2 separate regions of the Hordeum vulgare genome follow, and region 2 is linked to region 1. A link is a contact called in public Hi-C data. All regions are on one chromosome and are shown on one strand. The core of a region is the stretch at or near the end of the contact, and the rest is flanking DNA. Distances in the headings are between cores, read along the strand shown.

What was found. A called contact is a pair of places that touch in the nucleus more often than the background predicts.
Region 2: a Hi-C map of seedling shows a contact between it and region 1, with 4 times the contacts expected there. The contact joins the promoter of LOC123395300 here to the promoter of LOC123396021 in region 1. A contact is called at or near these places in 3 of 6 Hi-C or Micro-C datasets (leaf and seedling) and 1 of 1 datasets of contacts at active chromatin or transcription factors (embryo).

Annotation. Positions count from the first base shown.
Region 1 is chr5H:354,443,542-354,449,368 of MorexV3_pseudomolecules_assembly, forward strand. LOC123396021 (tRNA-specific adenosine deaminase TAD3-like) reads right to left here and starts at 2,181. Exons shown (of 11, transcript XM_045091051.1): 1 at 2,008-2,181; 2 at 1,692-1,744; 3 at 906-979; 4 at 768-819; 5 at 1-11. The coding sequence starts at 963.
Region 2 is chr5H:354,870,682-354,876,508 of MorexV3_pseudomolecules_assembly, forward strand. It overlaps LOC123395300 (DNA-binding protein SMUBP-2-like), which reads left to right and starts at 2,897. Exons shown (of 7, transcript XM_045090283.1): 1 at 2,897-4,533; 2 at 4,837-5,703. The coding sequence starts at 4,521.

The sequences.
Region 1 (5,827 bases), core at 931-3,430:
GATTCAATTGCCTGAAACAACAGTCACACAATAAATCACCGTGTCCAGTGTTTTGAAAATAATATGTAAAGTTTGTAAAAAAAAAGCAAGTAACTGCATATTTTTAGTTTAGTACCAAATCTCAAAACAGAAGACCAAAATGTCAGTTAGCATACTAAGACCATTAAGACAATAGAAATTTAGCATGCAATCACAAAAAAAGATACCAGTTTCCTATAAAAAGGATTGCACAGTTTTGCTTTAATGTTAGTGCAAATTTGTTTCTCACACAAAACTAAAACGTAGAGTTGCAGTGCCCAGGGTAATCCACAACTCCACTTTTATGTAATTATTTGACCACTTAACCAATAAGATTATTTTATTAACCCCTATAAATTTTCATATTATTTAATTAACTTATCTCCATTCATATACATAAGTTGAGGTTTCGAAGCTGGAATCCAGAAGGTTATTGAACAGTATTACAAAATATGAACTGAAGTAGATAGTCTCCAGATGTATGCAGTGATGTACCGTACACAAGAAAAATTTCCTATTCAACAGAGTTGAGATCTAAATACAAACATCGGTTCAGTTCCAGGTACATCATACTCAAGTTAAAGCAACCCTCAAACCTCCATATGATCTTTTCACCTATTTGTTCAAAAAACAAGGAATAGTTTGCGCAACTATCCACATCAAACCATGTTAACTGTAGTTTGACATTCCTAACAGTACTAAAATGTACCATTTGAGTAAAAACAACTTAGAGAAGAAGTCATTATTACCTGATGAGAGTATTTGTTACCTTGGGCACAATGTTCGCTGCCACCACATCAACTATTAAGCAAAAAAGACGGGAAAAATCAATGAAACTACAATAAAAACAAAATCGACAAGAGCAATTAAAGGAGATTAGGAGATACCCGTGGAGTGTTGGAGGGGAGTTGGATTGCCAGGGACCTCGGTAAGCTCCCACACCATGGTGACCAATTCAAAGCTAAGGTTGAGAAACAAACAACTCACGTTTTCAGAAGGCAAAAAAAATGATTAAGCTTATTTTATAAGTTGTAGCAACAGAAGAAAGTGGAAAAGAAACGGGTTAAAAAAAACTACTAGCTCTGGGGGTGGCAGAGGTCAATAGGGAGGTGGTGGCAGCGGTTCCTAGGGTGGCAGAGGCAGAACTGGCGATGGCGCCATAACCGGAGACGAAGAAAACGGCGGACTGCCTGTTCCAACAGTGTTGGGGGCCGTCAGAATCACCTGGGGAGGTCCCATGCTGCCAACCATGAACCAGCAATCAACATATCCAAGAAAAATCCAAATGCCACTGCATACCAGGAAGGAAAGCTGATTGTTTCTATCTAATGGGGCATTCACTAGACTAGTGGGCAGCTCGCAATTTAACAATGCCCTGCATTCATGCTCTGTTTGGATACAGGGAATGGAATTGGAGTTCGGAATCATAGGGTAATTTCTAATACGCCCTGAAATGGAAATGAGCTATGACTCAAATTTTGTTGTTTGGTTGCTGTTGGAGTTGCATCGTGAAATCTAGTCAACCTGTGAGTTCCAATTCCTGTTGGGTCTTTTTGATTCGTTGTTTTCGACAATGTGGCCACAACTGAGAGAATATTATTATGTAGCGTTGTTGTACTTAAACCGTGACAATTTTTTAGTTTAACGAAATTTGATCTTTGGATGCCCATTACCTCAGCCTTGATCTGATCTGCTCCCAAAACCCTGCCTACGGCTCCAAGCTGACCTGCAAGATGGAAGACAGGATCAGATTCTGTGCAGCCCATAAGGAAACTCGGGGTTTGAGAGATTGCTCGATTTGTACGTTTTCGTGAGAGAACAAGCTGGCTGTGGAGAAGGCGTACTACAGCAGAGGGGGAGGGGAGGGGAGGCGGCATGGTGGACAGAGAGGTGATATGGGAAGTGGAGAAGAGGCGCCATGGGAGGGGAGAGAGGGGCAGCGGGAGAGGGGAATAAAGGAGCTGCTGCTCAAGGGAGCACTTTACTGACTATCGTGGCTGGCCAGACCAGGATGCAGCCGTGCAGGACTAGCCGCCGGAGGGCAGCTTGGAGGTGCCGGGTTGGCGCAACGCAGGCCGACGTTCGTTGGTCTAGTCGCCGGCGGCTTAGGGTGCGGGCGCCGGCGTTTGCGGAGGCGGCGCAAAGGGTGAGGGCGTGCAGCTGCTATTCGTTGCTGGCTTGGACTTGGGCTAAGGCCTGAGCAGTATGCGCGGACAGGCTGAACTGCTACCGAGCCCAGGCACGGGAGCTCCTACCTGCCGCTCTTTGCGGCAGGGAGTCATGCGCCCCACAGGGGGGCCGCCCCGACTGGGCCGGCACAGCTTTGTTTCCTTTCTTTTCTACGGAGTATTACTTTTTCCCTTTTCTGCTTATTTCCTTTTTTCTTTCCTTTTTCCTTTTACTTTTGTATTTGAAGAAAAAACATTTTTAGAACTTGAAGAAAATTTTATAACAATCCAGAACATTTTTTGAACTTATGAACATAGTTTGAAAAATGATAAAATTTTAAATTTGGAACATCTTTTAAAAGCAAGAACATTTTTCGAAATTTAAGAACAATTTTCGACATTTAAGAACAATTTTCGAACACAAACTTAGTTAATATATTGAACGAAATTTTGATATTTTGAACATTTCTTGAAAATACCGAACAAATTTTGAAAATAGCAAACATTTTTTCTAAATAACGTTTCTTCAAAATACCGATCATTTTTTGGAAAATCCTAAACATTTTTTGAAGTTATGAATATTTCCAAAAAAAGGCAACTATTTGAAATTTAGAACATTTTTTATAAAAATAAAACACATTTCTCGTATTTGAAGAACATTTTTTGAAAATGTCAAACGTTTTTTGAGAATGCAGAACATTTTTTGAAAATCTAGAACATATTTTAAAAAATAAAAATCATTTTTCGAATTTTAAGAACAATTTTTGAAAATCCTGAACATTTTTCTAAAACCTAGAACATTTTTACTAAATCCAATTTTTTTTGAAAATCCAGAGCATTTTTATAAAAAGCAAAAAATAATCGAACTTGAAAGCACTTTTTGAAAATTCAAAACGTTCCCAAAATTAGGGCGCTGTAACAGTTAAACGGGTCGGCCCACTCTTGAAACGATCGCTCGGGATCCTTTGCGAAGCCCCAACACCACTTCGCAATGAGCGACGAATAGGAAATTCCCCCACGCATGAGCTCCAAGTGTACGTGGGCATATCCCGGGTCGTGCCGGGCTAAAAAAGCTCGCTTCTAAAAAACCAGGTCTGGGCTCGGCCGAGATCGATTGTCGGGCCTAGTAAATCGGGTTTGAACTCGGCTCGAGCCCGAAAAAGCGTGACATGGCCCGACCGCCCTGCCCGACTACGACTAAAATTCAGTTTTCGTCAAGCCCAAATCATGCCTCGCCCGCTTGTCGGGCCTAATTTCTGGGCTTGAGCCGTGCCTGATGAGACGATTAGGCCCGGACCGGCCTAGGATTTTCGGGCCGGGTCAAATCGGGCCATCCGGGTCGGGCTGTCCATGGCCAGGTATAGCTCCAACCAACGGGAGCAAATGTTTCCAAAGCCTAGGGCCCGTTTTGCCCTAAATTATGCTTTAAAAAACAGATTGAACTTCTGTAGTAAGCTGACCACACGAGGAAGGTATCCTTTTAAGCTCGAGCTCATTTGAGCCTAGATGAACAGTAAATTCGAAATAAATTTTAAAAATGTTCAAAAAAATCTGATTTTTTTGTGGTATACTTTCACAAATGTTTTAAGTGTTTGTAATTTTTTATCATGAGATCAAATTTGTGGAAGGCGTGGCAAAAAAATAAATAAGTGTTTCAAAATGCTTTTAAAGGTAGCATTTTCACAACATCGTTTTCGTTTTTTTGTCACGCCTTGCTGGAATGTTATCACGCTGAAAAATTGTAAGCGCATAGAAAATTTATCAAAATTCATCACAAAAAATAGTTTATTTATTTATTTTTCATTTTTTTTATAGTTGATCGGGTTCATTTGAGCTCGAGCTCAAATACTCCACATCCACTAGAGGGCAACTTATTTTCGCACCCAACCATAAGCCTCAAAAGAATTGACCCTAGGTTTTCTCTACCCTAGACGACGTGGGTTCTCTTACTCCGACAACGTTCTCGTTGAGTTTGCCATTTTGTTGTGCCAATATCTCGCATACCCGATTCCGACACCCGATCCCTTTTTGTAGTCATGCGCACTTGGGCTGACCAAGGGGTCGACTTTGCCCTTTCATCCGGCCTCGGCTGCACTTCGACCTTCTAGGGTTTTGGCGATCGGGATCCAATGACGGCGTCATCTTCAAGATGAGGCTACTCAACGGAGGACAAAATGAAGAGCAAGGGTGATTGATCTCGAGAGGAGCATGAAGCTCAAAGAGGCAGAATAGGATGGTGTGTTCATCGAGGAAGATGAGATCAACAAGTGACTAGGTGGCTGGTGGTGGCCAAGGTTAACACAAGGTAGTCTTTGAGTGCTCATGTTTTTAAGGATACGATGAAGTTTTCTAGGCGGCAGGCTTACAGTCCGGAGATCCGTGAGGTGGATGATAATATGTTTGTGATCCTACTTTTTTTCCTAGGATACTGAATAATAGGGTGATGCACCAAGGAACATGGATCTTCAGAGGGCTCATGGTGGTGATTGAGGAGTATGATGGGAAGGGTAAACCAGCCGATATCAATCTAGACACGGTGTATGTCTCGGCCCAAATCCATGACATCCTCGACATGTACCGGAACCCACCATAGTTAAGCATTCGGCTAGAAGGATAGACCATGTGAAGAGCGTATGTAGATATGAATCCTACGAGGGTAATTATGTCCCGATGAGAGCTAAAATTAACATGTTTGAGCCGCTGGTTAGATATGCACCCCTAAACATGAACGACAAGAAAAGGATCATGCATGTGATGAAGTATGAGACCATTGGCTTCTTCTATGAAGGTATGTGGAATCATGGGGAATATCCTCGGGGAACGCAATGACGACATCCACAGTCAGAATCAGATTAAGTATGGTGAATGTATGAAAGCTACAAAGAGGAGTCTCCTAGTCTCTCAAAGATTCGGATGCGATGTCCTACACCACGACGCGAGAACTACCGTGGTACCGAAGGTGGGGGCGATGTGTAGGACTTACAAGAGACGAGAACAAGCCCAAAACATGCTCCTCGGATGATGTGCGATTAGATGACCAGGATGAAGATATGGATGACACATCAGAGAGTCCAATGAAAATGAATTGCGGAAGAGGGCGAGCAAAAGGACATTTCGACGATACTGAAGAGAAACTTGACTTGTCAAGCAACCTAGATGCAAAGGTGATAGAGAACCTAAAAGTGTGTTATATCGACTAGAGGGGGATTAATAGGCGCTTTTGATGAATTTGTCACTCAGGAAATTCCTTGTGAGGAAATTCCTCAGTCATGAATGGCGAGCAATGGATTAAGTACTCGGGCAAGAGTGCAAAATAGCAATAACATACTCTTAAGAGTGAAACGGAAAATTTGGTTTGCACAAGTAGCGTGTTCAGGATATGTAGGTGAAGAACAAGTGAAGTGGAGAATTTCGGGTGAGGAAATTGTGGAAGTCTTTAGTCAAATTCTTCAAATAGTAACGATTAATTTCATCAACATACAACTAAGGAAATGAAAGTGTTAAGGAAACAGAACTAGGTACTCGGTGAAGACACTAGTTTAATGACCCAGTTCCAACTGCTATGACGGTCTTATGTCTCGTTTGGAGCGGCTTGGTATTTAAACCAAAGGACGCACAGTCCGAGGACACACAGTCCTTAC
Region 2 (5,827 bases), core at 1,647-4,146, 430 kb after region 1:
ATTTTATAGTGCTACCGCCGTCCTAAGCAAAAAAATATGCATAAAAGATAAACATCACATGCAAATCATATAAGTGACATGATATGTCCATCATCATCTTGTGCTTTTGATCTCCATCTCCAAAGCACCGGCATGATCTTCATCGTCACTGGCATGACACCATGATCTCCATCATTGTGTCGTCATGTGGTTGTCACACCAACTATTGCTTCTACAACTATGGCTAACTCATAGCGATAAAGTAAAGAAAATGGCACAAATAATTAAAGACAACCCTATGGCTCCTACTGGTTTCCATAGTCATCGACATGCAAGTCGTGATAACTATAAAAAACATGATAATCTCATACATCACATATATCAAATCACGTCTTGGCCATATCACATCAGAACATGCCGTGCAAAAACCAGTTAGATGTCTCCTACTTTGTTGTTGCAAGTTTTACGTGGCTGCTATGGGCAACTAGCAAGAACCGTTCTTACCTACGCAAAGCCACAATGGTGATAATAAAGTTGCCTTTTAACCTTCTACAAGGACCGCCTCTGTCGAATACGATTCAACTAAAGTGGGAGAGACAGACACCCGCAAGCCACATTTATGCAGCCAAGTTACATGTTAGTTGGTGGAACCGGTCTCTTGTGCGAGGACAAGTAAGGTCGGTCCGAGACGCTTCATCCCACAATACCGTCAAATCAAAATAAGACTAAGGAGGTAAGCAATCTGCACATCAATGCCCACAAACACTTTGTGTTCTACTCGTGCATATCATCTACGCATAAACCTAGCCATGATACCACTTTTGGGGACTGTTGGATGGGAAACAAAAATAATCTACGAGCATCCAATATCTATCTATGGAGATGCATAACTACGAGAGGAGGAGTGTATCTACATACCCTTGTAGATCGCTAAGCAGAAGCTTTAAGAAACATGGTTGATGTAGTCGTGCATCTTCGCGGTCCAATCACGATCCATCCCGGTCTAGCGCCGAAAGGATGGCACCTCCGCGTTCATCACATGTACAGCTCGATGATGTCTCCGCCTCCTCTATCCAACGAGCAAGGGAAGAGTAGTAGATGAGTTGTACGGCAACATGACGACGTGGTGACGATGATGGTGGTGCTATCTCAGCAGGGCTTCGCTAAGCGAGGCCATAGACACGAATGGAGGAGAAAATGATATATATATATATAGAGAGAGGGAGGGCTGCGCCAAAGTCTTGGTCTTTGTCTACCCTCCCTCTCCTCTCATATATATAGGGGGAGGGGTGGAGGTGTCCGTCCCTAGGACTGCCTCCAAAAGGAGGGGCGGCGGCCTAGGAGGTGGCTTGCCACCCAAGTTAGGGTGGCACCACCCCTAGGGTTAGCCTTCCACCAGCCCCGCCGCATGGGACTAGGTGGAGATGGGCGCTCAACCCATCAGGGGCTGGTGCGCACCCTTCTCATACCATGTGGCTCCTCCGGGGCAGGTGGGCCCCTTCCGGCGGACCTCAGAACCCTTCTGACACTCCTAGTACTCTGCCGGTGATGCCCTAAATCTCTCTGGTCACCAAAATGGAACTTTCCATATATCATTCTTTACCTCCAGACCATTCCAAATCTCCTCGTCATGTCCCGGATCTCATCCAAGACTCCGAACAACATTCGGTTACCAACATATATAACTCAATAATACTATATCGTCATCGAACGTTAAGCATGTGGACCCTACGGGTTCAAGAACTTTGCAGACATGTCCGAGACACCTCTACGGCCAAGAACTAATAGCGGGACCTGGATGTCCATATTGGTTCCTACATATTCCACGAAGATCTTTATCGGTCGAACTACGATGCCAAGGATTCGGTCAATCCCATATGCAATTCCCTTTGCTATCGGTATGTTACTTGCCCGAGATTCGATCGTCGGTATCTCCATGCGTAGTTCAATCTCGTTATCAGCAAGTCTCTTTACTTGTTCCATAATACAAGATCACGTGACTAACTCCTTAGTAACATTGCTTGCAAGCTTCTTGTGATGTTGTATTAACGAGAGGGCCCAAAGATACATCTCCGTCATACGGAGTGACAAATCCCAGTCTCGATCCATGCCAATCCAATAGACACCCTCGAAGATACCTGTAGAGCATCCTTATGACCACCCAGTTACGAAGTGACGTTTGATACACACAAGACATTCTTCCGGTGTCACGGAGATGCATGATCTCATGATCTTAGGAATAGATACTTGACATGCATAAAGGAGTAGCAATAAACTTAATGATACGATCAAATGTTATGCTTACGGTTGGGTCTTGTTCATCACATCATTCTCTCAATGTTGTGATTCCATTATCAAATAACGACTCATGTCTATGGTTAGAAAACCTTAACCATCTTTGATCAACGAGCTAGTCTAGTAGAGGTTCACTAGGGATACGGTGTTGTCTATGTATCCACACATGTATCTCAGTTTGCAATCAATACAATTATATCATGGATAATACATGATTATCATGAACAAGGAAATATGACAATAACCTCTTCATTATTGCCTCTAGGGCATGTTTCCAACAGAACCTAGCTCGTTTGTGGCCGACCAGATCCAGGAGCTAGCTAGCTAGCTAGCTTGCTAGCTAGTCCGTGGCCGGATCCATCCATAGCTGGCCAAACGGGCCGGCCTAAACAGGCCAGCCCACGAGCATGCCGGCACGACACGACCTAAACGAGCCGCGCTAGACAAGTAGCCCGCCTCAGGCCGTGCCTGAGCCTGAAGGCTGGGCACGCCACCAACACGACACGACCCGTTTAAATTTTTAATATATATATATAGCTCAACAGATCAAAATCAACCTAAAAACAGTTCAAAATCGATCCAAAAATCGAAGTGAACATATCAACGGACCGGTCCGTATAACTCCTGTACCATGCAAATACGTGAAAGCTGCGTACGTGGACCGACACAAACCATCCGACTAATATTCATGCCTTGACGGACGTGTCATAAAGTGTCGGGCCGGTCCGTATGGCCCACATCTCCACCACTGAAGCACCCCGCGTCGTCAAGTTCCACCCTGTCGGAACAAGGCATCATCTCCTCTATCTCGCCGGTGCCGGCGACACGACGACCGCCTGACTACATCCGTGCCCCGCCGACATTTTGGCGTCTCCACCGCCGCCGTATCCCACGTCAGCACAAGGCGTGACCTCCACGCGCACCACCTGCTCGACCGCCGCGCCGTCACGGCTCATTGCGGCCAACACCTCTACTACTTCCGGGCCCTCAAGGGGGATCCATGCACCTCTCCCGCAAGTGGCACGCATCCGCGGCGACCTTGATGTTGTGCGCCTGCGATGAACGGACGCACCCGTGCTTTCTCCGACCTCGCGCTCCACCTGCTCGACGAAATGCCTACTCCGTGAAACCACTCCGCAGGCTCTGCCGTGCCAGACCTTTCGAGGCCGGAGCTTCGTTGCCCACAACCGCCGCACTGCTCAGGCAAGCTGGGGTGGACTAGGTAGACACTGGACTGTCTTCCTGACCTTGCCATGGTTTGGCTTGGCTTGGTAATTCCTAGAAAGCTGAAGTGGTATTAGCTAGCTTACCTGGAGCTGATGACTGCACGCCAACTTGGGATTTCCAAACTTGCCATCTGGTGCTCTTGTCAAACGGACTGGTCCAGGCTGTCTGGTTTGAAGAGTGGATGAGAAAAAGGGAACCACTAAAGAGAGGGACAAGTAGAGAGGGTCAGAGCCACACAAGCAAAATTATGCAATCTGCCCAGTGGTGCCTACAGGATGGAAAAGAATCAGACGTGTTAAATATCAGCAGATATATATGTGTTGTGCCAGAAGGCAACGTAGCATCATCATCTCCACAAGTACACAGGCCAAGCTAAGGCACCAAATTTACAGAAAATCAGTCAAGTCTTGGCTTTACTTTTACATATACCTCTGTTTGCTAATATTTTCATGCAAATATCAGAGTCCTGTCCTGGTTCTTTGCATGGGGATGGGTCAGCAAGCTGCAGAGCCAGCTAAGAAGAAACTTGACATGGAAATCAAGCTGCCCCTGTCTGGTATTGAGATTTTTCAGACTTTGCTTGATGCCATGGTGAGAAGGCGGTAGCAGGAACTTGTTACCTGCTCGGATCCAGAAAGACAAGTTTGTATCTGAAAAAAAAATGGAATGCTAAGTGATTGCTGAATTCAGCAGGTATAGAAGGATATATGTGGTATCCTAACATGTGGTGCTAGTTTTTCCAATTGAGTACAGTGGATAATTGAAAAAAGAAAAGAAGGGAAGTTGGTGGATCAGAACTGAACTTTTAGGAGCTTCAAAGGCCATGGGAGTAATATGTCCATTTGAGGAGTAGCTGGAAACAAAGTGTACATCGGAGATGTGCAACCTAGCAGGGTGAATAGACACGGAAGTGGTTTAAATCTGGAGTAATAGTCGGATATATGTATGGCTTCAAGCCTTGAAGGTCACGTAGCACTGCCTTCACCACAACTCGCAGGTCTCTACCATGGCCATGAAGCATGCTAAATATCAGTGAGCAATCCTCAGTCCTGACCTCGCATGTCTATGTAGCTTGTTAATATCTGCATAATCAGTTCTTCTTCTGGCAGTGATTTCGTTTCTTCTTTCATGTTGCCTCCATTGCTAGTTTTCCTGGGCTGAGCATGTCTCTTCATATTCTGTCTTTTAGGTTCTTATTTTCTTCTTCTGCTACTGTGCTACACCCAAGCAGGAGAGAACTGAAGATACTTTCATCGCCATCTTTCCTGTCCAGCACTAGTTCTGCTCCCATCTCTTTTTTACAGCAAGGTCATCTCCGATTGGTCCCATCTGCAGGCCCTACAGAACAAGTACTATTGCCACCTGATTCTCATTCGACAACTCCTAATGGCACCAGCAGTGATGGAAACAGAAACAAGGGAAGGAGAAGCAGGAGAAAGAGGAAGGAGACAGCAAAAGAAGAAAAGGAATGTGTACCATCTGCAGAAGAAGTGTCCATCAGAATAGCTGAGGCCTATGAAAGTGGTGACCCCCTTGGGCGAAAGGAGCTGGGCCGGTGTGTGATGCAATGGCTAAAGCTGGGCATGTGCTCAATGGCCTCCACATTTGCTTCCACGGAAGTGCAGAATGATGGAGCAGCATTCTCATTGGATGGGGGGTCATCTGAAGGCAGCCTGGAGTTTATGATTCTGGCACAGCCTTACCTCTCTGCCACTCCCATGCCCAAGGGACATGAAGCTCTCTGCCTCAAAGCCTCCACCCACTACCCCACCCTCTTTGACCACTTCCAACGTGAACTCCGAGAGGTCTTGTTGAAACACCAGAACCAGGGCCGTATTTCTGATTGGCGCTCCACGGAATCCTGGATGCTTCTGAAAAAATTAGCTAAGTCTGCCCAGCATCGGCAAGGTGCCCGCAAACCTAAAGTTCCTGCGATGCACAATCTCCTTGGCATAAGCCTCGACAAGACAAGGCTGATGCAGACCAAAATCGAAGACTTTGTCAAGAAAATGTCAGACCTTCTAAACATCGAGCGAGATGCAGAGCTGGAATTCACCCAGGAAGAGTTGAATGCCATCCCAACAACGGATGGTGCAGCAAAGCAGCCACTCAAGCCAGTCGAGTATTTGGTGAGTCATGGTCAGGCGGAACAAGAGCAGTGTGACACCGTTTGCAACTTGAATGTTATCAGTACCTCAACTGGTTAGTGTGCTTACTTCTTTTGTATGTTAGTTGGGTTAGTAAATGCAATTATACATCGTTAGGGGTATGATGTTTGTCACAACGTGTGTTCCTCTAATTGGTTAAGAATGTAGTAAGATATGCT